7 separate regions of the Mus musculus genome follow, and all the other regions are linked to region 1. A link is a contact called in public HiChIP or PLAC-seq and promoter capture Hi-C data. All regions are on one chromosome and are shown on one strand. Each heading gives the region's core, a stretch centred on a gene start, on an enhancer-like site or on the middle of the called end of the contact. The rest is flanking DNA. Distances are from core to core; before and after follow the strand shown.

Region 1 (3,518 bases), core at 548-3,047:
GTTTGTCTACCACCATATCTAACTACATTTTCAGTATTTTGGAAGAATTTCTATGAAACTGTAATCATGTATTACTCCTGTATTTGAAATAGAACTTGCCACTGACGCAGGTAGGCGCAAAGGTTTGTTTGCTTGTTTCTTTTTATAGCCCAGGCTAGCCTCAAATTTGTGCTCCGGCCTCATCCTTCTGAGAGCTGAGATTGTGGGTGTACACCACCACTACTGGAGACTTTCTATTTTCTTCACTGAGTCAATTTTGGCAAGCTATATCTTTCCAGATAATTCCAAATATTTGGATTACAATGATAACTGACATCTGGAATACCCTAACTCTTAAAGAAATTATATGATTTATGTATGGGTCATGCGAAGTGCTGAAACCTGTAATCCATCCCAGCACTCCGAATTATAAATCATCAGAAAGTAACAACGCCTATGTGCACTGCGTGGCAGTTTATATAAGTACTGTTAATATGTAACTTCATCTGAAGGGCAAAGTCTAACTAGTTGCAGAGGGAGGGACAACTTCTTATCTAGGCAGAACAGCTGGTTCAGATCAACGCCCCTTTAGGGCCACACTAGAGCGTTTTGTGGAGGACTATGTAGCTATTCCATCACTCCTGGGATTAAGTCACTGACAAAAGGAAGCAGCCACCGAATGACCTGGCAGTGTGTCTGCACGAGGGTGTTTAGGAGTGTTCTTGCTGATGGGAACCTTCCCCAAGGCCAGGCTGGGTGGGAAGTCCAGGGAATTGGCGTGTTTTCTAACACGGGTGGAGCTGCTCCTGCCTGCCGTTCCACAGGGCCACTTGGCCCAGGATGCAGCGAGCAACGGTGGATCAGGACGGACTCACCAGGGCCTCGAAGTCCTTACAGTCGTGGCGGGCGTAGGAGGCGGGGAAGGGCCGCAGCACCGAGTCCCGCTTGTAGCTCTGCAGCGCCGAGGCGAAGAGGCTGCAGCGGAGGTCCGCAGCCAGCACGTCGCGGCTCGCTGCCTCCCTGGCTGCTGCCCTGTTGGAGAGCTGCATCCCGGGCTCGTAGCGCGTGGCCGGGAGGAGACAAGGAGGGGCAGCGCGGGGCCTGGGCCCGGGGGACCGTAGACCGTCTGCTGCCAGGTTTTCCAGCCCGGGGGGTGGAGCTAGGCAAAGGGGTGACAAATTGACATTGGTGAGAACGCGCCGGCGAGCGTCCTCTGCAGGACACTGGGCACGGTCGCTCAGTGCGGGGAAACACGGGATCTGGGAGAGTCGCCTCTCGGGTCCCGCCAGTCCCGGAGTCCCCGGTATGGAGTTGTCGCTATTGCACCCGGCGTGGGTAGTACCCCGGGGACCCGGCCGATCAGTCCTGGCCGCCCCACACTGCCAGCAGCCACCGCCTACCTCCCCGCCCGCCGCTCTCACGCCGCTCCGCCCACCCGGCCCAGGCCCGCCCCTTCCCGCGCCCTTGCTCAGCTCGCGCCCGCCCACAGGTCCCGGAGGATCCCAGCTGCCCCGGGTGCTGGGCAAAGGTGCCCAATGCGGCTGCTAGTCATCCTCGCCACCGCCCCAAGTGGAAACCGCCCCGGGACCCGCCCCGGGGAATTGTCTTTGTCCTGGCTCCACGGGTTGAGCCAGCCTCGCTCACCTTGGGAATTGCCACCTGTTGAATAAATCGGTTTCCTCTGGAGCTGACACGTTGCACACAAGAAGCCACTTGATACCCAGGGAAAACTGAAGGTCGGAGTGACACAATACTTTCTCAAGACACTGTAGCCGACCCAAAGACCTTCCTCTCTACCTTACAGCCTCCGCAATTCTCTGAATTGCTCAAATGTCTGACCTCAGATTTCCCAGGATCCTCCTCCTTCGAAGGCCTCTAACAGGAAGTCGGGAAAACAGGCACTGGGAGAACAATGACCTAACCCTGCCGAAGGGAAAAGACCGGACCCCAAGATGACTCAGCAACTGGTCGAGTAAAGGCACTTGCTGTCCGTCCTCACGACCTGAGTTCTATCCCAGGATCCCATATGTTAGGAGCTAAGTGACTCTAGCAATTTGTCCTATGACTTCCACACCTGCACCAAGGCTCAAGTGTGCCCACATGTGAACGTATACACAAAATAAATAAATGTAGGGCTGGTGAGATGGCTCAGCGGGTAAGAGCACTGACTGCTCTTCTGAATGTCCTGAGTTCAAATCCCAGCAACCACATGGTGGTTCACAACCACTGGTAATGAGATCTGACTCCCTCTTCTAATTCGTTTGAAGACAGCTACAGTGCACTTATGTATAATAAATAAATCTTTGGGCCGGAACAAGCAGGGACTGAGCGAGCAGGGTTGACCAGAGCAAGCAGTGGTCCTAAATAAAAATTCAATTCCCAACAGCCACATGAAGGCTCACAACCATCTGTACAGCTACAGTGTACTCACATACATAAAATAAATACATTAAAAAATTAAAATAAAGGCAGGAGGATTTCTGAGTTCGAGGCCAGCCTGGTCTACAAAGTGAGTTCCAGGACAGCCAGGACTATACAGAGAAACCCTGTCTTGAAAAACCAAAATAAATAAATAAAATAAAATAAAAAATGTAAGAACAGATTCCCTTTACCTCTTCTTCTTCAAGACCTCACTAGAAAAAAAGCACTTGGCCTTCTGGTCACATAGAAATCTAAGACCAGTGCTGAATTGTTAGACTAAAAGTCCCCTTTAAAGACCCCACACGTGCTGAGAGGTGGTGGCTCACGCCTTTAGTCCCAGCACACCAGAAGCAAAGGCAGGCATATCTCTGAGTTCAAGTCCAGCCTGGTCTACAGATCAAATCCCAGGACAGCAAGGGCTACACAGAGAAACCCTGTCTCAAAAAAAACAAAAACAAACCCCAAAACAAAACTTTACAAAAACAAAAACAAAAACAACCATTAATTAGATAAATAAACATACACACACACTGGCTCTGCTCTCTGAGAAATCACCCCCTTCTTGGGCATCCGAATGGGACCTGGCCCTGTGCTCCTCAGACTTCGGGAGGGAAGACAGGCAGAACTATATTCTCAGACCCTAGAGAGCTTCCCAGGCCAAACAATGATGCAAACCACCCCCAGGAGTCCAAATGGTAATGGTTGTTGTAAGGCCTGGGCTGATTTGGAATCACCAAAATGTCTGAGAGCCTATGACCTCAAATAAAACCCCTCCAGCACCCCAAGTCCTGGGGCCCCTAGGGCCCCATGGAGCATCTGGAACCCTAAGGTACCTGCTGCATGTCTGAGGCATATCGCATGACCCTCACTCTGAGAAAACCTTCTCACCACCTCTCCTGCCACATAAGTATAATAAATGTACTTTTAAAGAATATTAATGAGATGGAGAGATGATGGCTCAGTGGTTAAGAACACTGACTCATAAATGAGGAAAATACCTAATTAAAAAAAAATACCGTTTAAAAAACAAAAACAAAAACAAAAAAAAAAAACCCACTGACTCTTCTTCCAGAGGTCCTGAGTTCAACTCCCAGCAACCACATGGTGGCTCACAACCA
Region 2 (3,518 bases), core at 269-2,768, 1.7 Mb before region 1:
AGTAATCTTGTAGCAACCTAGAAAGGGAAGGAAGGGGAACCATACATTAAAAACTTGAAAAGCAGATGAAAACACAGCCCCAGCTCTTCATTTTTCTTGATAGCATGTAAAGTACTTGTCATTTATATATTAAGTGATGTTTTAACAGAACTTAAGTTTAACAGAATTTCCTGTAAATTCTGTAAACAATAATTATTCTAGAAGTCACTTGTTTTTTTTAAGGTGAAACATTAAATTTAGTATTCCAGAACCGTTAACATTTCAGCATGTAACAGACATGTCATCTGTTTCAAGTTATAGCTTCAGTGTAGTGTTTTACTCTTAAATTCTGTTTCCATTTCCACATGTTAAGTACTAAACAGACACATATGGTATAGCAAACACATCAGACAGCAGTTTGAGAATGAAGAATCAACATATATTTTATTTGCATTGCAAAAAAGAAAATTCATCATCTTAATGATCATCTTAAGTTAAAGACTTAAGTCAACGTATCCTTTACCTGGCTCCCATATGTTTCTACAAAGGTTTGAGTATGTTTCTTTAAAATGACCCTTATGACAATTCTGTAATGTCATTTCTAGTCAACAGTGGATCCTGACTTATTAAAGTGTGAATCTTTCCTGAAACGTCCTTTAGGACAGGGAAATTTGAAATTTTATACCTGGACATTTCACATCCATGAAGTAAGAATTTGGGCTCTGAACCAGCCGTTTCTTCTTATGTTTTTTCTTCTCCTCCTCCAAGGAAGGGTGTAACAGATCTCTAGCCAGCTGTGGAAGGAAACATATTGTTACTACTGGAGTCACAGTACACGGGTGGCAGCCCGAATCACACGAGGAACGCAAAGCAGGAGCAACAGGCACACTCCGCAGAGGGGGTACTTAAGACCCTAACTTTTCAAGATAGGACCACTTTCACCCACACGTTGCCAGTCCTTTCCTGGCACTTTACAGCGCTCGGGCAGCATATGGGAGAGAGAACCCCTTTGTCGTTTGGCTGGGTAGCCATCAAAGCTAAGTAAAAACCAGCGTCTGGCTCGGGCCTCCCCGAAGCCGCAGCGCAGCAGATCAGAACAAGGCCGGGATGACCTCAGCCCCGGGGCTCCACATCCAATGGCCAGCACAGGGCTGCGGCATGCTCGCCCGGGGTGGAGTGAACGTGTCGGAAGCTGCGAGGCCCGTTAGTGACCCTGAAGCCCATGGTGAGCTGGGAGCTGCACCCCACGGGCTGGCCACTCACGCGAGCCCGGACAGGGCCCGCCACGCCATGCCGCGCCGTGTCGCCCGGACAAGTCTCAACAAGCCCGCCATGCCTCGGCCCGCAGGAGCAAGAGACGCCGCGGGCTTAGCCGCCTGCCGAGGCGCCAGACTAACAGAAAGCCTGAAGGAAAGCAAGCCCGAGCCCAAAGTCAAAAACTTACGGGCATGGTGACGGCTCCGCAAGCGCGGCCGCTCCAGGTCGCCGAGACGAACTGCTCGCTTTCGAGCGCCCCTCAGCAACTTCCGGGATAGAGGCGGCGGGGAGGAGTGGAGAGGAGTGGAGGCGGGGGCGACCGCTCTAGGCTCCCGTCTCAGTGGTACGGCTCCCGCCCTGACCGCCGGGCCAAGTCCAATGAGGGACATTTAAATGGCTTCTGCGTTAAACTCCGACTCCGCCCTGCACCCAGGCCGGGCTTCGGAGGCCCGGGCATTAGGCATTAGAGGGAAACCAGACCCGAGGCTGCAACTAGCCTGGTCTCCCCTGTTCATTGTGCGGGGCAGCGGACAGGGGGACACACGGAACAATAATCTTTGTTCTTCGCTGTATTACAAACACCATAGGCGAGCCTGGGAGGGGGCTGGCTCAGCGCTTAAGAGTGTGTGTTGGTTAAGACTGTGTACTGCTCCCGCAGACGATCTGGGTTTGGTTTTCAGAACCGAGCTGGGCGGTTCGAAACTGCCTCAAACTCAACTCCAGGGAGATCTGCAGGTCTTTTCTGATCTCTATGGCACTGCACTCCCTATGCGCGCGCGCGCACACACACACTCATAATTAAATTTAAAAATCTGATTTTGGGGTTGGAGGTGTAGCTCAGCTAATAGCATGCTTGCCTTGCCTTCATGAAGCCTTAGGTTAAATCCCTAACACCACTAAATAAATAATTTTTAACTAGAAAGATCCCACTGACGGGTTGTGAAACAAACTTCTAGTCTTGTGTCTGTGCCTTCTAAGGAGTGAGACTTGAAGTTCTGCACCGGATAGGCTTCACCTCCGGTTTGCTTTGCTCTGAAATAGTTTTTTAAACAAATCCCATTTGCTGCTGTGTTTGATATGCCTCTGTCTCAGAAAACGTGGTAGGTGGCACCTAAGAAAGAAACCTGATATTGACCCCCTGGCTTAAACACACACACATACACCATTTATAAGCTTGACCCTAAGACTGTCCTACCAATTTGGGGAAAAAAAAAAGATGTATAATACTCAATTTGCATAAAGCAGAAGAAAATTAAAACACCGCATTCCCTCATGGAGGAGTGCTCACCCAGTAAGTAAGAAACCCCGAGTTTGATTTCCAGCACTGGATACATCTAGGGGTATGGGGCACACTTATTATAATCCAGCACTTGGGGTTTAGGCAGGAGGGTTGGAAATTCAAGATCATCTTCAGCCATATGGGGCCATCTCTGGAACACCAAAAATGAATAAACTGTAAGTCAATACTAAATATGGTGATATAGATAACTATGTAAATTATTATGTGTGTACGGGGAAAATAATGGTCCTAGAAGTTCCAATGTCTCAATGTCCATGGTCTGTGGTTACTTGACGAGTACAGTTAAGGCTGCAGTCTGCATGAGATGCCTGCCCTAGTCTCTGCCATTTGAACACTTGAGACCCAGTTGGTGCGGTTTAGGCTTAGGAGGCTTAGGAGGTGTGGCCTCATTGCAGAAAATATGTCCCTAGAAGCCAGCTCTGAGGTGTTAAAAGAGTTACATTCCCAGTTTGCTCTCTGCCTCACGCTTGTCCTTTAAAATGTGACTCTCAGCTTGCTGCTCCCGTTGCCATGCCTACCTGGTGCCACACATCCGTGTTATGATGGTGATGGATTCTTACTGTTCTGGAACCATAAACCTAAATAAACCTTTCCATCTAGAAGTTGCCTTGGCCATGAAGTTTCTTCACCATAATAGGGTGGGGGTGGGGATGGCGGTGGGGGTTGGCGGTGTTTGTTTTGGTTTTGATTTTTGGAGATAGGGTCTTGCTATATAGCCTCAGATAGCCTCAAACTCCTGATTCTACTGCCTTAGTGTCCAGCATGCTGGGATGCAGGTGTGTGCTAACACCACAGCAGACATTGCTACTGACGTTGAAGATGGAGGAAGGAGACATCGAGTCAAGGAATGTGGGAGGTTGGTACAAGCAGCAAACCAAGGGAGTGAATCTCCATAAAGAATCTGCTCTTGGGCTGGTGAGATGGCTCAGTGGGTAAGAGCACCTGACTGCTCTTCCAGGCTGCTCTTCCGAAGGTCCGGAGT
Region 3 (3,518 bases), core at 729-3,228, 1.7 Mb before region 1:
GCAGCTTTGACCTAAGGCATACTCTAGACATTAGATATTAAGTTGGCAAAAGTAGCTGCTGCCCTCTGGGCATTGTGTGATCAATAAGTATGAGCTAATGATACCTTTCATCTTCTCTCTACACTGGAAGTGATGGTCAATATTAGGAACAACTAAATTTTCTGCTACAATAGGACCAGACATGCAACATTGCTGATATTGTACATGAAGTCACAGGCATTGTTGAATCTTAGAAGAATTTGTCAATGTGTTCAATTAACTGTCCAGTTTTTTTATTATTATTCTAATGATTAACTCCACTGCTTCCTGTAACAACCTCTGCTAGAAGGTATTTCCTTGTCTCTAAGGTAAGTTTTGTCCTAGAGGGTTTTAGATAGTTTGTTGTCAGGCAGGGCCCCTTTAATACTCTTAAAAATGGAGGCATCCAAAAGAATTTTTGTTGGTGTGTGTGTATGTTAGGACAGTTGGTATTTAACATATTTTAAATTAAAACTGAAAAAGAAGCAGAGATGAGACAGAGACTTCTGACAAGATAAAGCTCCTGGTCCCCCTTAGCCACTCCTTCCTCATGATCTGGATAGTAAACCCTTGTCTCACAGGGGCTTGATCTGGCTGGGTTTCTGCCACTTGCAGATAAAAGAGCACTGAACAATAAAGAATTAGTCTAGGGTAATAAATAATGAAGGCTTGAATTGAATACATCAAAGTGCTATTTCCTCCCTTCCTTTTGCCACCCATTAATTGAAAGCCTCCTGAGGAGTGATAAATTTAAACGCAACTAACACCTACACTTCACAGCACCTTACCAAGTTTCAAAGTGCTTTCACACTCAGTATTTAATTTTCACTACAACCTATGAAGTAGTTTGTTTTTCATTCGTCTTTACAGATGAGAAAACTGAGACGTGTCAAGCCTGTGAGACTTCACACAGCTGTGAAGTGGCTTAGCAAAGACTAAATCCAAATCTAAATCTCTACATCTTCTATGGCCAAAGTTCCCGTCACCTGTCTCAGGTGGCGCTATTTTATAAGCTGTTCGTAGCACAAGCCTTCCCACATCTTTCTTCTCTTCTCTTCTCTTCTCTTCTCTTCTCTTCTCTTCTCTTCTCTTATCTTATCTTCTCTTCTCTTCTCTTCTCTTCTCCCTCTCTCCCCTCTCTCCCCTCTCCTCTCTTTCTTTCTTTCTTTCTCTCTCTCTCTCTCTCTCTCTCTCTCTCTCTCTCTCTCTCTCTCCCTCCCTCCCTCCCTCCCTCCCTCCCTCCCTCCCTCCCTCTCTCTCTCTCTCTCTCTCTCTTTCTTTCTTTCTTTCTCAAGAATTCATCCTCCCGCGGTGCGCGAGGCGGTATCTATGAAGCAGAGCCTCTAAAATGATCATCGCATTTGGCTGTGGCCTGTAGTTCAGAAGGCACAAGTGGGAATGAAATTAGCCCGCTAACATCACTCCTTGAGCTCTATAATTGAAGGGCTGTGGAAGGGGGCCTAGGAAATGGGCGGGAACGGGAGAGGCTGGGTAATACTCTGCAGCTAATTCACAGACTTCGTGAACCTTTGCATCTCCAAAGAAAGCTTGCCGAGCTCCGGGTTCAGGCAAGTAGATGAGCGAACTGCAGGACTTAGATTCCGAGGTCTTGGATTTGAAAGATGCCCATAAACAAAGAAACAACAAAGTCAAGTTCCCTTGGCAAAAGAAGAGGAGTTTGAAACGAAGCGTCTTTTCCCTGTAAGGATGGAAAGTCTTAACACACCACCCTACATCACTCAGATTTGTTATCCAGGGAGGTTGTTCGGACAGTTTGGGCGAGGCACGCCCGCGGCTCTCCCAGAGTACTACAAATCCCATAAAGCCTCGCGGGGCGGAGGGTGATGACAAGGCGCGGGCAGATTGGCTGGGACGGGGAGGAGCGAGCCTGTCGCCTCAAGAGGGTGGGGCGAGAGGCGGGGCGGGGCGCGGGTGGCTTGGCAGACACGCCCCCTCGCCAGAGGCCCCCCCTCCGCGCTGCTTTCCACCGCCTCCTTGCTCTTGGCGGTCAGAGAGGGCCGGAGTGAGAAGATGGCGAAGACGTACGATTATCTGTTCAAGCTGCTGCTCATCGGCGACTCCGGCGTTGGCAAGACCTGCCTCCTGTTCCGCTTCTCAGAGGACGCCTTCAACACCACCTTTATCTCCACCATCGGTGAGGGAGCGGCCGCGGCCCGGGACGGGAGCTGAGACGAGGGGGGCGGGTGCCTGGGGGCCTGGGAGAGGGCACGCGAGGGCTTGGCGACCGGAGAAGGGGACCCCGAAGGGCCGCGGAGAGGGCAGTGAGAGCCGGAGAGGCTGAAAGGGACGGATGGGGATGCGGAACTGCGGACGGACGAAAGGGAACCGGAGCAATCGGAAACCAGGGGTGTTGGGGACACGAGGGGGCTCCGGGGCGGCGGCGGCAGCGGCGTCCCAGAGGGACGGAGTCGGGGGAACACAGGAAATCGTACGGAAAGAGAAGGAGGGGAGGGAGAGTGAATACGAACGTGGGTTAGAAAGACAGGAAAGAGGAAGGAAATGTGAAGAGGGAAATGAAGGTTTGAGGACTCAAAGAGGGGCTTCAAATGAAGTAAAGGGGCAGAGGACACCAGGGACAAGAGAAGTGAGACTAGGAGGCGGTCAACAGGGAATTGAGGGGAATGACTGACTGAATGATCAGGAGGCAAGCGATAAAACGACATTGACTCTAAAGGTGTGAACAGAGATGCCAAGAGAAAATGCAGAAGATTGTAGGTGGGAGAAGGACTCAGGAGGACCCGAGGGCGACTTGAGGCTACTTGGTGGAGAAAGTGAAGGCGAGCTGAGTGTTAACTAGAAAGGAGAAGGGGAAGCAGGGGATGCAGTGCAGGGGTTGAGAGATCAGAGAGGAAATGGAAAACGCGGGGCTCAGGACTTTCCCTAGTAACTGGGAACGCTGGTTTCCATTTTCTCTTGACATCTTTGAATCGAGATTTAAAAAGTGACTAATGATGGAGTAATGTCTACGGGGTGTTAAAAATCTTTTGAGTGTTTATAGGAATTAAAGGGGCTGGGGACTTTGGGAGATGATGTGGTTAGAAGAAATTTATTGTTCACCGCCTTATTCCGTGTCTTGGGAAGCAGCAGTAAGTTTCTCAACTTTGTAAATTCTTGAGCTCGTGTAGTTGGTAACATCCAAGCCAAGTGATTGACTGTACATTCCGCCTGCCTCCCTGTGTAGTTTCCTTTGATTCTAATTACTTTGTAGGTGAATCATAACATACTGTATATTTCCCAATTACTTCTAATTGACTCAAGAAAAAAATTTCTCACTCTTCACTGGGAGCTGCTCTTGTATCTTCAGTAAAAGACATTGTGTGCAGGTAAACAGGATCTTTAAGTTGTAAACTGAAGAACACATCAAAACTGCTTTTAAACCTTCAGTAGGATGACCTTAACATTATTTCCTTTGTTAAATAGCTGCAGTCCAGTGGCCCACTCACTCATCAGCTTTTTGGTTGTCTGGCCTCTAATACTAG
Region 4 (3,518 bases), core at 283-2,782, 1.6 Mb after region 1:
GCTCATTTTGGGGTGGGGCTGGGGTTTATCTCTGAGGTAGAGTGCCACGCTCAGTATGCACAGAGCAGTGGGACTAAAAAGCAGAAAACACACACACACACACACACACACACACACACACACACGTATATTCGCGTATGCACAACAAAGGCAAAAAAAACAAAACAAAAACAAAAACAAAACCCTGAATTTTATAGCCCTTAGGGTCCAGAAGCAAAAGCACTGGGTGCAGTAACACCTCAAACTCATTTTTTTCCGGGGAACTTTCACCTCAGAAAGAACTCAAGAAATGTAACTGCAAGTGAGGGGGCACCCAACAAATATCATGTACACACAAGTATGCATGTATGTACATTACACACACACACACAATCAAGGGGAGGGAATCAAGAACGCCCACAGCTCTCATCTCTAAGGGAGTAAGCGTTTATTCTGGAGCCAAATATGAGGGATCATGAAAAGGGAACAGGAATCAGGGGTGCCTCAAGTCAAATGTTCCAACGTGGCAATAACAATTCCATGGTGTTCTTATAGGAACAACAAAGCTACATATCAGGATGTTCTAAAAATACATTGAGGGGAACAACAGGTTGGTGGATTACAGCACATCGTGGAAGCCCTTGCTGTAGGCCTCAGACACCAACTGATAAAATTCTTAGCCTTTGGGTTGATGGAAGCTAGGGGGTCTGTTTGCTTATTCCCAAAAGGACTTTACCTGATAGTCAGAGGATATTAGGTCAGACACAGAAGTGGGCAACAAATGGCTAAGAAGGAGACTAGAGACAGTCCACGAGAATCTGGCTACAGTTATTAAAATTCCAGCTCTCCACAATCACAGGAGTTCTGGTCAGTCCATCATCCTGGCAGAACACTAACGCGCGTGCATTTTTTGTTTGTTTGTTTTTTTGTTTTTTTGCTGAGCACTTCAGTTCACAAGAGGAACCACTACCCCAGCAGCAGGGGCATAACCCCCAAACACAACACCGCAACTCCAGCGCCTTACATTCGTCTAAGAGCACAATTTCCGGGGTCTTGAATATCATCTTAGGGGGTGCTTGCCACCACCCCTGAGGCGGGAGGTCAGAAACCGGCCTCACTTTACACAGGCAGAAGGTTAAGCGCCTGGCGCCGAGACCTGCGGAGGAGCCGGAGCCTAGGGCCCAGCTCGGGCAGAGCCCGGGAGAGGTCGCCGGCCCTGCGCCCATGGCTCTGAACTGGGCCTTGCAGCCCGGCTCAGACGTCGGGTTACTCACGTTGCACCAGCCGGTCCCCGGTGAAGGTGGCGGAGCAGCTGGTAACCAGCGCGCAGGGTACACCGGCAGCCATCGCTGCGGCAGAGCGGGTTCCGCGCCGGCGCTGCTTCCGCCTTGGGCCGTACCACTGCAGCGGGCACGCGGGGGAGATGATCCGGGCACGCGCGCTGGGCGGGGCCGCGCGCTGGGCAGCCGAGGCTCCGGCTGGCCCTCACACCCCCCTTCCCCGCTCCTCCAGTGGAGCGCGCCGGTCGCGCGCGCCGCGTTGCTATGGTGACGGGTGCCCGCACCATCTAGGAGCGCTCCGCAGGAGGCCATACCTCCGGAGCCTAGTGTCTTCTGCCCTCCTTAGTCATGGCGCAGGCCCAGGAGGACAGCGACCCCATTGGATCCATCCTAATCCAGGTGGGAAACAGGCCGGGCTGGCGGCCGCACAGACCTCCCCTCGAACCCCGAAACCTGTGATCCCAAGCACCACCATTTATTCTCTCGGCCCTATAGCAGGAAACGCCTACACTTTAGGGCATCATGCTCTGGGGGTTGAACACAGGACATGCTAGCGCCAAGCAAGTGCTTTACCGCTAGGCTGCATCACCTGTCTTCCTTATACTTCGGGCCCAGATGGTCATTGACTGTCTTGGAGCACCCTCTACAATCCAGGCAGGCCTGGAACTTGTGATCCTCCTGCCTCAGCCTCCTGAGTAACTGGGATTATCAATCTGTACTAGCAGGCTGGGGTGCTCAAGGCACCATTTAAAAATAAATTATGAAATGTTTAAAGTCCATCCATGGCTTGGGGATGTGAAGGAGAAACAGATTCATCATTAGGAGGTGGTGAGAAGTTCGAAGAGAACGTGAGCTATGGGACCCGTGCTTCTTAACCTACAATAGTCACTGCTTGCTTGGGAACACACACCCAAGCTTTTTTTAAAATTTTTTTTTCTTCGAGACAGAGTTTCTCTGTGTAGCCCTGGCTGTCCTGGAACTCACTCTGTAGACCAGGCTGGCCTCCAACTCAGAAATCTGCCTGCCTTTACCTCCCAAGTGCTGGGATTAAAGGTGTGCGTTACCAAACATATTTTTAAGATCACCTGGATTACAAAACAACATAAAAAATGAAAACTTGGAGAAATATCTTATTTATAATCTAGGGAGAAAGCTCTCAAAGACTTGACTTCTCCAGTGTAATTCAGTTTGTGACAGTTGAACAATTTTTCTGAAACAGCTAGGTTGGTTTGGTTTTTTTTTTTTTTTTTTTGCTTTGTTTTGTTTTGTTTTTTTCCGTGTTTAGGTATGGGTCCCTTTAAGATGGTCTCACTTTAAGAAGTTCTGTAAGACCCCCGATGCTGGGCCTCTGCTCAAGTCCCGGGATGAGCTGGCCAACACCCCAACATCTCGAGAGAAAACCACACCTGATGCAAACTGCAAGAGGTTTTATTATCAGCTAGCTGAGGACGAAGTCCCTCCACAGTGCAGGGCAGGGGAGTTCGACCCGAGTGGTGACAGTAGGGGGCTTTTAACAGCTAGCTGAGGAATTGGGAGAGGTGTTGGGAAGAGTTGGGAGGAGAGCTGGGAAGAGTTCTTCTCTTCTGGGTGTCCTTGGTGAAATTTACAAGGCAGGTGTGGGGAGTGAGTTCTTTCTGAATTTTTATCTCCGTGTCCTCGGCACAGGAAGGCAGGCATCTCTGGTTGTACAGTATAGAAACAAAAAGGCTTTTTGCTGGCTATAGAGAACAAAGAGCTTCTTTCTAGCTATATTTTTAGAGATCAGGGAAAACAAGCTTGGGGACCGTCCAGGGGCTTTACCTTCCTGGGAGAAACGCTCTAAGTCGGGGTCCCACAGTTCACCATAATTTCTAACTCATATTTAATTGACAAAGGCTTGAGATAGCGTCCTGAACGCTTTAGAATACACATCCTAGTACACCTTTTTCAAAACTCCAGAGTTCCTAAGCCCACTAGCTTCATAGACATCCCCGTTATGAATTGGACCTAAATCTTACCTGTATCACACTCAACAATTTCCCCTGTGGTGAATTTAGCCAAATATAACACCAGCGAGGACAGTCCCCACCCATGTCCTCACTGACACCAACTGCAAGGTCATGTATGAAGCTCTCGAACAACCCTCACGTCAGTTAGGCTGGCTGTGAGCCTATGAGTCCCATGGCACTCTCACATTTTATTTGTGAGAAAGGCTCATGGAAGTCAGAGATGAGCTACCCTGGTGATTAGGATTAAAGTTAGCCAAGGAGAGAGATGCAT
Region 5 (3,518 bases), core at 545-3,044, 1.6 Mb before region 1:
CAGGACCAATGCATTCATTAAAAAAAAAAAATGCATTCACAAACCTAGAGCAGCCCTGTTTGCCTACACAAGATGAAGCTCGTCAATATTCTAGCGCAGAGTAGGAAGAAGTTCATAAGATGCAAACACTGACTGGGAAGCGATTGACAGCTTGGCTTTTCAGAGAGAGTCAGCTTTCCTCGAGGGCATGGCTTCTGGGAGGTAGACCACACTCTAATGGATGTCCCTACAGCCAGACGTACATGAGCAATACAAATTAGACTCAGACTCAGTGTGTAATTTAAGAGAAAAAAAAGAACACATGAAGTTGGGAGCAGGTAGGGGATGGAGGTGAATCTGGAAAGAGGATAAATATGACCAAAATACATTGTATATATGTTCAAATTATTGAAAATATTATATTAATAAAAGTAACTTCAGCATACTTGGTGTTAATAAGTAGATAGGAACAAGGCATAGGAGAATAGAAAAATGTTGTTGTCCTAGCAATGCTGCATGTGGACTCTGCCCGTCTATGTACTAGGTTCATCCAGTTCAACCTAAGCTTCATTTAAAAGCAAACCCACTCATAAATGACACAAGATCAAACACACTATCCCTAACACCTAGGACCGTAAACATTTCACCAAGGTCTCTTAAAGAACAATAATTAGTTTTCCACTCATCGGGCTAAAAGAACCTTATTAGAGTGAACCTAATTAAAGAGTGAAGTCAAGTCAGTTTATTTCTAACAACTGACCCACTTCTAACTTCTGGAGATGAGGGAAGACAAGAACTAGGAAGATGAAGATTCTGCTGGTTGCTCTGGAATTTTCTCTGGTTTGTGATGACCAGAAACCTCTTCATCTGGCATAACCCTTCATAGCCCTACTGATATGTGACCGGGAAAGGCTGCTCTCTGGGTGGGAAGAATTCTATGTGTTTTTTACATGGATTCTGGCATTTCTCTATGCATCAGGTTTTGTAATATATATGTCAAGTATTACAGCTTTCACCTCTATATTCTTTCTCCATCAGCATGTAATCCAGGTATAAAAGCTAAGCCTAGGAACAGTGGGGCTCAAGGTGATGAACAAAACTCCATCAGTAACTGAGCAGGGACAAACCCTAGGCCTAATGTCTGGAGCGGCTGACTCTGACTACACTTATAACACCTCGGAGCCCCGCCCACTACATTACCAGGTCTCCAGAACTTCGGCTCGCTTTGGCTGGAGTAGGGCGGCACTCTGAGCTTGCTCTGGCTGGAGTAGGGCGGCGCTCTGAGCTCGCTCTGCAGGCGCTGACAGGTCTGGGAGCGACTCAAAGCCCCGCCTCCCAGGCTCCGACCTGGCTCCGGTTTGACTGGGCGTGGGACTCCTCCAGGCTCTCCGCCTTCCGACCTCCGTTCCCTGTTCTGACAGGATCTGTGCTCCGAAGCCACGCCCCTCCTCTGCCCTCGGAGCACCTCGAGTCCCCTGCCGAGCTCCGCCCAGCAACCCGCTTTTACAGGCCAAGGAGCAGCTCAGGCCCCAACTCCCGAACCCTGCCTTGTCCCGTGTGACTAGAGGACCTCGAGGTCCTGCATGCCAACCCTCGCTCTGCCGTCCACTCTGATAGGCTATGGAACTCTTCCAGGCCTGGCCTCCCGAAGCTCCCTCCTGTTGCCTCTTTGACTAGGGCACCGAAGGCTCCGCCTCTCGAGCCCCGTCCCGCCCTCGGCATCTCCAGACCCCGCCTCACGGGCTCCGCCTCGTCCACTGCTCTGACGGAGCACCGGAGCCTCGCCACCCAGCCCCGCCCCGTATCCAGGACCCGCTGTCCATTGGGCACTGCAGGGCCCTCGGGCCCCCGCGACTGGCTCCCGAGGTCGTCATGACGGCTGCGGTGTTCTTTGGTTGCGCCTTCATCGCCTTCGGGCCCGCGCTCGCTCTTTATGTCTTCACCATCGCCACCGACCCTTTGCGAGTCATCTTCCTCATCGCCGGGTGAGGCTGCGCTGTGTCCCGGACGCCGCGGGTTCCCTCCCTCTCCTGGGTTCCCACGACCCCGGGATCCCCATCTCCCAGGGGCTCCAGCTTGTGGTGCGGTCCAGGGCTGGAACTGTTCCTGGGAGGGTCTGAGAAGAGCAGGCCCGTAGGCTAAGCAGGCGCCCCTTGGCTTCTGTTGGCTGAGTGTGGGAACAAGCAGATAGATTCCTGCATGAAGCCTTTGTCTTTCTGTAGGAATCTCTCATTTCCCTCAGTGCTGAGCAGCATCGAAGAGTCGTTATCACTACTCTCTGCCATTAAAGTCACCTGGAGATCAGATGTTTATTCCCTGCCCCCCACCCTCACATCAATCCTCGGACTCAGAATGTCTGTGCAGACTATTCAGGCTCAGATTTTCTTTGTAGACTCCTGGGTAATGGTTTGGGTGCAGTCAAGGAGGAAAGTTCGAGAAAACACAGTAACAACTGACCAGGCGGCATGTCCTCCTGGGAGCTTGGTAAATACCGGAACTCTGCTGGTGAACGTGGTCTTGGTCTCGCTGCACCTGCCCGAAGTTTGCAGCTTCTGAACTTTCCATTATATTAATGCAGGCGTTAGGTATTCATTTTCTTTTAGAAAAAGACACTTGACAATATCTAACCATTAAACTTATATTTTCTGGTGAATTTTGAGGATATGAAATTTGCAACTGTCACTGGTTGTATATTTCTATAGCACACAAAGCATCTCTTAGGAAAAATAGTCAGCAACCAAGTGCCTCTTAGTCCTTGACAGATAGTGCCCTAGCGTGCACGCGACAGGGTCACTGAATCGTTCTTGTTAAGCACATCTGACGTTCCTCTTGGACTATTTGTCTCACTAGGAGAAAAAAAAAATTCTGATCTAAAACATCACTTTGTGAGGATTGTTTACTAAAAATGATTTGTAGCTCAAGCAGGTTTGATTTAAAGTCATTATTAAGCCTGTGCTTCTGTTAACTTGTGATTTTTTTTTTCCTTCTACGTTCCAGTGCTTTCTTCTGGTTGGTGTCTCTCCTGCTGTCATCCGTTTTTTGGTTCCTAGTGAGAGTCATTACTGACAACAGAGATGGACCAGTACAGAATTACCTGCTCATCTTCGGAGTGTTGCTCTCTGTCTGTATCCAAGAGCTGTTCAGGCTCGCATATTATAAGCTGTTAAAGTAAGTTAAGTGTTTGTTTTATTTTCCCAGTTAGACTTGAATTACGATTTAGTGATTGCTACAATTTTAGCCTGAAAATATTGAATATTTAAATTTACAATCCGGTTTGCCTGCCCTCCTGCTCCTCCTTATCTTTCTCTCTTCATTCTTCCCAAAAGTGTTTCTTCAAAAATTTCCCAATGCCAGACACTTTGTAGAAGCTGAGGTACAAAGGTGGGTTAAGAGACAGAAGCTCTGGCCTGGTAGAATTTATAATGAGAGGAAACAGGCAAGATATGAATGAACAAAAAGAAATCCACTATTGAAGAAAAATAACCCAGGGAAATAATTACTGAAACAATAAAGAGCCTTTCCACTTGAACTTCATGCTT
Region 6 (3,518 bases), core at 670-3,169, 1.5 Mb after region 1:
TAGGACTTCTGCAAAGTCCCAGCAGCCTAGGAGGTGGCGAGGAAAGGGCCTGAGACCATTCCTGGAGATAATGGTGCACCTGTGAGAAAAGCTCTTGTTTTGCACATTGTGTCCTAGCTTTACAGTTCTAGGGCCAGTAGCAAGAACCAAAACCAAACAAAAACCTGGGTTTAAATCCTGGCTCTGACCCTTGGTGCTGTGCCTCTCAGGCTTTTAACGGCAGTGATTGGTATCTGTTTGAACACAGCAGTGAAGACTGCCCACCTTTAATGCCAAGTAAGGCACAGGCAGGCAGATCTCTGTTCGAGGCCAGCTTTGCTCTGGTCTATAGAGCGAGTTTTAGGACAGTCAGAGCTACACAGAGAAACCCTGTCTTGAAACAAAACAAAAAGGACCTCCTTCCTTATAGTCTCTAGCAGCAAGTGGAAGGGAGGCTGCAGCCACCATCTAACTGGTTTGCAGGAACCGGCTTGCTGAGGTCTACTGAGCCTCAGGGGTCTTCCTTTCAGGACTTACCAGGGAGGTGGAAGGAGGGAAACCACAACCCCTGACAAGCTGCCGCTGGCGGTTGGTGGTGGGGCAGCCTCGAGGACAGAGCAGGGGGCCCCTGAAGCTTCAGGGCTGACTCTGTGGGACGAGCCACACTTCATAGGGCTTCGTAAAGCGCACCGGATCTTGGTTTGCAAATAACTTGTTTCTCACCACGGGAGAGAAATAGGTGTGTGTGTGTTCGCGCGTGCGCAAAACCAAGCACACTCTAAGCATCTGGGCTAGCCTGATAGGGAGGCTGAAACAGGATAAAGGAGCAGAGGGTCTAATGTAACGCCCCAAATCCGTGGAGGGACCGTGGGCAACCAGCCCTGAATTCGTCTAGTCTGCAGTAAAGCCCCTAGGGCTACTCAAAGTCAGGTTCTCTTGGCTTCCCACCTAGGCTAACTTTGAATAAACTTCTCGAGTCCTCTCCGGCTTGCTCTTTGTGTGTGCGAGTTCATTGCTTTGTAAACAAAAGCTCTCTTACTTGTTTGGTGTCGAATTTCGGAACTTCAGTAACACCCTGAAATGTTAATTCTCTCCCCTCCTCCAAAGAAAAATCCTAAAGCACCCCCATTCATTCCTTCAGGAACGCAACAGATGTCTTTGAGGCCCGTTTTCTGCAAAAAGCTTGGTTCACTGGGCCCAAGGGACCCCTGGCTCCAGCTATTGTTCAAGTTGTCACTGAGGTCTCTTAACTCCTTTTAAGTCTCCCTCTCCCCTTTTCCAACTCCCTCCTCCGCAGTCTCAGGCAGTCGGCCGTTCTGATCTCACCCAGCAGGAAAACAAAAACAAAACAAAAAACCACCTAAAGCAGCTCTGGCCACTGAGCGAGATCAGCGTGCCCCAACTTCCTGGGCCCGGAGCTTTTCTGAACCCCTCACCGCGCCCGAGTCCTCTCCGGAGTGCAGCCAGCCCTTGACGGACAGTGCCTGTTCCCTGTGAGTCTAATCCTCTCTAGTTCCTGCAACGGTATCTGAGAGTCTGTGGGGCGGCGAGTCCCCAGGAGTCCGGTCCCTCGGCACTTGGCAGAGCTGGCGGCCGCCCTACCCGGTGGCCCACGTGGGCGCGCTTGGCGGCGCTGGGCGGGGAAGGCCGCGGGTCCTCCCCGGAGCAGGGCGCGGGGGAGGAGCGGGGAGCCCCGGCAGCGAGGGGGCGGCGACTGCGCTGGGAAGGAGGCTGCACGCGGAGCTGCGTGAAACGTAGACTTGGGAGCGGGCGGGAGAGGAGCGGGTAGCGCGGCTGCTCGGCCCTGGCTGGCCCTGCAAGGCGGCGATCGCAGAGGAGGAGGAGGAGGAGGAGCAGCGCTGCAGAGGCGGAGGGATCTGCGCACCAAAGCCATCCAGGCCAGCAAAGTTTGGCTGGGGGTTGGACTTTCCTTCCCGGAGGCGGCACCCAAACAGCTACCCCGTGCGGAAACCCAAACTTTCTACTGCCACTTGGAGTCTCGCGGCCGCCGCCTCCGCCCCGCGCGTCCGGGGCCTGCCCGTCAGTCCGTCGGTCCGCGTGGAGCAGCTCGGGCGCCGCCGTGCTCCCGATCCCCGCAGCTGCAGCGCCGCAGTCCTGGCCCGGACGCCCGGGCAAGTTCTCCAGAGTTAAAAGCGAAGTTCGGGCGAGGCGCGGGCCGAGCTGCCTCTGAGCGCCCCCGGCGTCCCCAGTGCGCCCAGCCCCGCCGGGGGCGCCGGTGACCCTTCGGTGCCAGCCATGTCGTCCATCCTGCCCTTCACCCCCCCGATCGTGAAGCGCCTGCTGGGTTGGAAGAAGGGCGAGCAGAACGGGCAGGAGGAGAAGTGGTGCGAGAAGGCGGTCAAGAGCTTGGTGAAGAAGCTCAAGAAGACGGGGCAGTTGGACGAGCTGGAGAAGGCCATCACCACGCAGAACGTGAACACCAAGTGCATTACCATCCCCAGGTGGGGTCCCAGAGCGGCTGGGGGCGCACTGGCCCAGCCCCCTAGCGCGGCCCGGGTGGAGAGGGAGGGCGTGTGCGCGTGTGTGCGCGCGCCTGTAGGGGACGGGGAGTGGGTGGAGGGACCCCAAACAAAACCTTCGGATTTGCCTAGCCTCAGAGACCTGGCTTCCGTGCAGCATTTTGGCTTCTAGACCTCAAGGGTCGCCAGCTGCTTCCGGGCAGCAGGGGTGTTTCTGAGCTTGGCCCCCCAACTCTCGGGGCTTCGGGCTCCAAGTGGAGGCCCCGCTTTGTTCGGCTCTGCCGGCCGAGCCCCTCCTCCTCCGCCGCCTCCCGCCCCGCGCTCGTGGAGGTGGTGGCGTGTGTCCCTTTCTTTTCTTCAGCTCTGTTCCCCCACTTCTTTTCCTCGTCTACAGGAATGCAGTCGGTACAGCTGTGGGTGAGGAGCGGGAGCCCGTTGATTGACAGATTCCTTCTTCGCTCTTTCTTTGCTTTGGGATTAGCATTTTTACTGAGTATTTTTAGATTTGGTTGTGCCAGCCTCCCGCCCCCTGTGCACGCATGCACGCACGCACTTAGTTGGAGAGCAGAGCACCGACTTTGAAGCGGGAGAAACAAGTGGCAGAAAGTAGGGGCTTTCCCTCTTTCCACCCCACCCCTGCTGATTTGCGATCTTTTTAATCCAGAGTATGCGGGTGCCTAGAATGGAGCAGGCAGCTCCAGGCAGATAACAAAACACCCCAGGGCTGGCCTCCCATCGGCCCTGCATTCCTGTAGAGCCTATTTTCCCAAAGCGCTTTGCCATCTGTCCTGACCTCCTTTATCCTTCCCATCGGGCTAGAGGAGTCCGGCGGGAGCTCACAGATGGCTGATGGAAGGGGTCAGTGACTTCACTCCCAAGGCCTTCTAGAGCATACCCGCGTCTGGGCAATGCGGTGAGAGCACTTTAGTCTTCTGGTTTTGTTTCTTCTCAAACACCTTTAAAGACTGATTCCAGATGAGGGGCAGGTGGGGATGTTTGGGGGGGGGCGGGGGCGTTCTGCCTGCAGAGGGATGGAAAGAAGGCCTACGATAGTAGAGG
Region 7 (3,518 bases), core at 332-2,831, 1.2 Mb after region 1:
GGGTGTGCACAATCCTGTAGGCTCTCTTTGCGTTTTAGGATCATCAACTTCTTCAGGGATGAACGGAAGCTAAAAGACAAGTTTGTGTGGGCGCTTCTTGCCCACTTTTGATGTATGCACTTATTAGTAAGGATTTCCTAGAATCTTGAGAAACCAAGGCCAGGACAGCTACTCATATTCACCTTGGCCAAAATAGTGAAGGGTGGGTGTGACAATCGGCCCTGCAGCACTGGAGTACCTGGCTCCAGGTAAGACTCAGGGAAGTAGTCTGTATCTTTCCTACACACACGACCCTTCCCCCAGCGCACTTCCAGACCCGTTCCTGGACTTGCACACCACCTTCGCTACAGCAGTCCAGAGCACAGGTATCCTAAAGGGGATCACAAGTCCGCGCCCCATCCTCCCCACTCCGCCTCCCGCGGGGTGCGGCGTCAAGCCCCAGGCCAATGAGAGTAGCGGAATTTCTTTCATTGAGCTCGGGGCCCCGCTCCTGCCCGGAAAGGGGCGTGGTGCTGCGCCGGGGGTGGGGCCGCGGCGCGCCAGGGGAGGGCGGGGCCGGCCCTGCGGCTGGGCCAATCGGCGCCACGCCCGGGAGGGGGAGGGGGAACCAGGCCTTTTTTCCCCTCCGCGCGGGGCCAATCCTGACTTTACAAGCTTGAACTTTTGCCACCCTCGGACTAGCAAGCACGCCCGAGGAGGTACCCCGCCGCGCCGGCTCCAGGGCAGGAGCGGCCTTAACCCTTCCCATGCCGGGTCCCCAAGTCTGTCCCCAACTTGCCCCCGTTTTTATAGTGAAACATAACTGGGGAAAGCACGCCCCTCTATCACTCTCGAAGGGGCATAAGGTAAATCCTCGAAGGGAGAAGAAAGCGCCTGGCCTTGAGAGGAGCCTAGGACGCCAGGAGGGAGAGCCGGGGCGACCAGGAGGAGCCATCCAAGAGCACTCCTGCCTCTACCCCACCCTGTCCAAGTCCCCACCTCGGGCTATCCTGGAGCTCCCTCGATCACCCGCCCCCCAGTGTAGCCTAGGCGGAGAGACCCCTAATTTTGGGCAGGGGGTGCGTGGAGCCTTCATAGGACACGGAAGAAACCCGCTATCCCAACTTCGCCGCCGCCCCCCAACTCCCCAGAGACGGAGGGCAGGAAGGCGCACACACACGCCCATTTTTATTAGCCCGCGCTGAGGCTGGGGGTTTGGACTGACTCTAAAGTGCTATGCGCGTTTGCAAGTTTGGGCACAAGCCAGAGAGAGGCAAAGGGCCGCCTCGGAGTCCGGGTCGCGGTGGGTTCACCCAGCAGAGCTGGGCATCAGGGTGTGAGTGTTTGTTAGCGCGTGTGCGGGACGGCTGGTATCCGTGCCCAAGGCACGACGTGAGCTTGAGAGTGAGTCGCGGGCACTGTCAGCCTCGGGGCGGGGGTGCTGGGGCGGGCGAGGGGCGGGGGCCCGCGTTCGGCCCGCCCCGGGAACCAGCCCCCTCGGAGCCTCGGGCTCAGCAATGGGACGTGTTCTCCTTTAAGAGTTAAGAAACTTGAAACCTTGTTTGCGCAACAATCAGCGCCGCGGAGCCGCCAAAGTGTCTAGACTGGCATATGATGGGAGGCAGCCAATGACTCCGCGGCGCTCCTCCGGGGGCCCTCAGTGTGCGTTTGAGGAGAACAAAAAAGAGAGAGAGCGCCGAGAGGGGGAACGAGCGAGGGAGCTGAGTCCAGAGAAAGAGCCGCCGGGCGCTGCCTCGCCAAACCTCGCTGGGACCGCGGGGCCACCAGGAGGCACTTTGGTGAAGGGGGGGGGGGGCGACCTCGGCAGCCGCGGCGCCCGAAGCGACCCAGCGCAGCGTGGGGCGGGCTGCGACCTCTGCTTCGGTGGATTGCATTTTTAATTAAGGATTCCTAGCAGCTCTTTGGGATTTTTTTTTTCCGGCTTCCACTCATGTGTTGACACCCGCGTTCAGGAGAGACTTGCCCCAAGTGCACCGAGCGCCCGGGACCTGAGACGGAATTGCTTTTCGTGCGTGCAAAATCCAAGCATTTTGAGTTTTGTTTGGGACCTTTTTCTTGCTTTGCTTTTATTTCTATTTTTATTTTGTTGCAGGGATATGGGAGTTATCCACAAGCCTTAGTTTCGGATCCTGCAGGGAAAGCCCATGTAGCATAGCTTGGCTTTTGAAGGCAGAGTTGTGCAGACACATTTGGGGGCACGACGCAAGCGCTTTGTGCTCGTGTACCAGCCGCGCAACTTTTGAAGGCTCGCCGGCCCATGCAGGGTGTCTCTAGCATCGTTTCGCTGGTGGCTTCCCTAAGGCTCCAAAGCAGCTGGAGTTGAGCGGTCCCGGCCCATCGTGATCCATGTAGCCCGCTGGTCCCTCGCGGACTGAGGCTCAACACGCGCGTGTTCCCGGCCCGGCCCGGCCCGGCTTGGCCCGGCGCGAGCTCCCTCATGTTGCAGCCCTGCGGTGCCCCTTCGACGACAGGCTGTGCGCGGTCTGCACGGCGCCCCGCGGCAGAGCTTCATGTGGGGCTGCGGCCCGCTCAGCCGGCGCCTCGTTGAGGGAACGGACCCCCGGTAACCGGAGACCGCCTCCCCTCCCACCACCCCAGGCGCCAAAGGGTATCGTATGTTCAGGTCTAAACGTTCGGGGCTGGTGCGGCGACTTTGGCGAAGTCGTGTGGTCCCTGATCGGGAGGAAGGCAGCGGCGGCGGCGGTGGTGTCGACGAGGATGGGAGCCTGGGCAGCCGAGCTGAGCCTGCCCCGCGGGCACGAGAGGGCGGAGGCTGCAGCCGCTCCGAAGTCCGCTCGGTAGCCCCGCGGCGGCCCCGGGACGCGGTGGGACCGCGAGGCGCCGCGATCGCGGGCAGGCGCCGGCGCACAGGGGGCCTCCCGAGGCCCGTGTCGGAGTCGGGGGCCGGGGCTGGGGGCTCCCCGCTGGATGTGGCGGAGCCTGGAGGCCCAGGCTGGCTGCCTGAGAGTGACTGCGAGACGGTGACCTGCTGTCTCTTCTCCGAACGGGACGCAGCAGGCGCGCCCCGGGACTCTGGCGATCCCCAAGCCAGACAGTCCCCGGAGCCGGAGGAGGGCGGCGGGCCTCGGAGTCGCGAAGCCCGCTCGCGACTGCTGCTTCTGGAGCAGGAGCTCAAGACGGTCACGTACTCGCTGCTCAAGAGGCTCAAGGAGCGTTCGCTGGACACGCTGTTGGAGGCTGTGGAGTCCCGAGGCGGCGTACCGGGCGGCTGCGTGCTGGTGCCGCGCGCCGACCTCCGCTTGGGCGGCCAGCCCGCGCCACCGCAGCTGCTGCTCGGCCGCCTCTTCCGCTGGCCAGACCTGCAGCACGCAGTGGAGCTGAAACCCCTGTGCGGCTGCCACAGCTTTACCGCCGCCGCCGACGGGCCCACGGTGTGTTGCAACCCCTACCACTTCAGCCGGCTCTGCGGGCCAGGTGAGCGTGCGCAGGGTCGCCTCGACCTCCGACTCTACCGTCCTGTTCCCTTTCCCTTTCCCAATCTCTTTGTTGGATACACT

The links. Promoter capture Hi-C pulls out the DNA fragments that hold promoters and counts their contacts. HiChIP or PLAC-seq counts read pairs in DNA pulled down with a chosen protein or histone mark.
Region 2: a promoter capture Hi-C map of erythroid cells shows a contact between it and region 1, with 5 times the contacts expected there. The contact joins the promoter of Rps27l here to the promoter of Parp16 in region 1. A contact is called at or near these places in 1 of 39 promoter capture datasets (erythroid cells) and 1 of 484 Hi-C or Micro-C datasets (B cells).
Region 3: a promoter capture Hi-C map of erythroid cells shows a contact between it and region 1, with 5 times the contacts expected there. The contact joins the promoter of Rab8b here to the promoter of Parp16 in region 1. A contact is called at or near these places in 2 of 39 promoter capture datasets (erythroid cells and pre-B cells).
Region 4: a promoter capture Hi-C map of erythroid cells shows a contact between it and region 1, with 4 times the contacts expected there. The contact joins the promoter of Iqch here to the promoter of Parp16 in region 1. A contact is called at or near these places in 3 of 39 promoter capture datasets (erythroid cells, liver and pre-B cells) and 1 of 115 datasets of contacts at active chromatin or transcription factors (microglia).
Region 5: a promoter capture Hi-C map of pre-B cells shows a contact between it and region 1. The contact joins the promoter of Aph1b here to the promoter of Parp16 in region 1. A contact is called at or near these places in 3 of 39 promoter capture datasets (the HPC-7 cell line, liver and pre-B cells).
Region 6: an H3K27ac HiChIP or PLAC-seq map of thymic regulatory T cells shows a contact between it and region 1, with 6 times the contacts expected there. The contact joins the promoter of Smad3 here to the promoter of Parp16 in region 1. A contact is called at or near these places in 1 of 39 promoter capture datasets (liver) and 1 of 115 datasets of contacts at active chromatin or transcription factors (thymic regulatory T cells).
Region 7: a contact with region 1 is called in a promoter capture Hi-C map of pre-B cells. The contact joins the promoter of Smad6 here to the promoter of Parp16 in region 1. A contact is called at or near these places in 3 of 39 promoter capture datasets (cranial neural crest, liver and pre-B cells), 1 of 115 datasets of contacts at active chromatin or transcription factors (pancreatic cancer cells) and 1 of 9 other capture datasets (adipose tissue).

The regions. Positions count from the first base shown.
Region 1 is chr9:65,212,969-65,216,486 of GRCm38.p6, reverse strand. Parp16 (poly (ADP-ribose) polymerase family, member 16) reads right to left here and starts at 1,797. Exons shown (of 7, transcript NM_177460.4): 1 at 1,624-1,797; 2 at 855-1,138. The coding sequence starts at 1,028.
Region 2 is chr9:66,944,086-66,947,603 of GRCm38.p6, reverse strand. Rps27l (ribosomal protein S27-like) reads right to left here and starts at 1,518. Exons shown (of 4, transcript NM_026467.5): 1 at 1,424-1,518; 2 at 665-773; 3 at 1-17. The coding sequence starts at 1,429.
Region 3 is chr9:66,918,165-66,921,682 of GRCm38.p6, reverse strand. Rab8b (RAB8B, member RAS oncogene family) reads left to right here and starts at 1,978. Exons shown (of 8, transcript NM_173413.3): 1 at 1,978-2,173. The coding sequence starts at 2,050.
Region 4 is chr9:63,600,507-63,604,024 of GRCm38.p6, reverse strand. Iqch (IQ motif containing H) reads left to right here and starts at 1,532. Exons shown (of 22, transcript NM_001311098.1): 1 at 1,532-1,658. The coding sequence starts at 1,608. It overlaps Aagab (alpha- and gamma-adaptin binding protein), which reads right to left and starts at 1,379. Exons shown (of 10, transcript NM_025857.3): 1 at 1,254-1,379. The coding sequence starts at 1,326.
Region 5 is chr9:66,793,699-66,797,216 of GRCm38.p6, reverse strand. It overlaps Aph1b (aph1 homolog B, gamma secretase subunit), which reads left to right and starts at 1,794. Exons shown (of 6, transcript NM_177583.4): 1 at 1,794-1,964; 2 at 2,977-3,147. The coding sequence starts at 1,852.
Region 6 is chr9:63,756,395-63,759,912 of GRCm38.p6, reverse strand. It overlaps Smad3 (SMAD family member 3), which reads left to right and starts at 1,919. Exons shown (of 9, transcript NM_016769.4): 1 at 1,919-2,441. The coding sequence starts at 2,236.
Region 7 is chr9:64,020,122-64,023,639 of GRCm38.p6, reverse strand. Smad6 (SMAD family member 6) reads left to right here and starts at 1,581. Exons shown (of 4, transcript NM_008542.3): 1 at 1,581-3,435. The coding sequence starts at 2,616.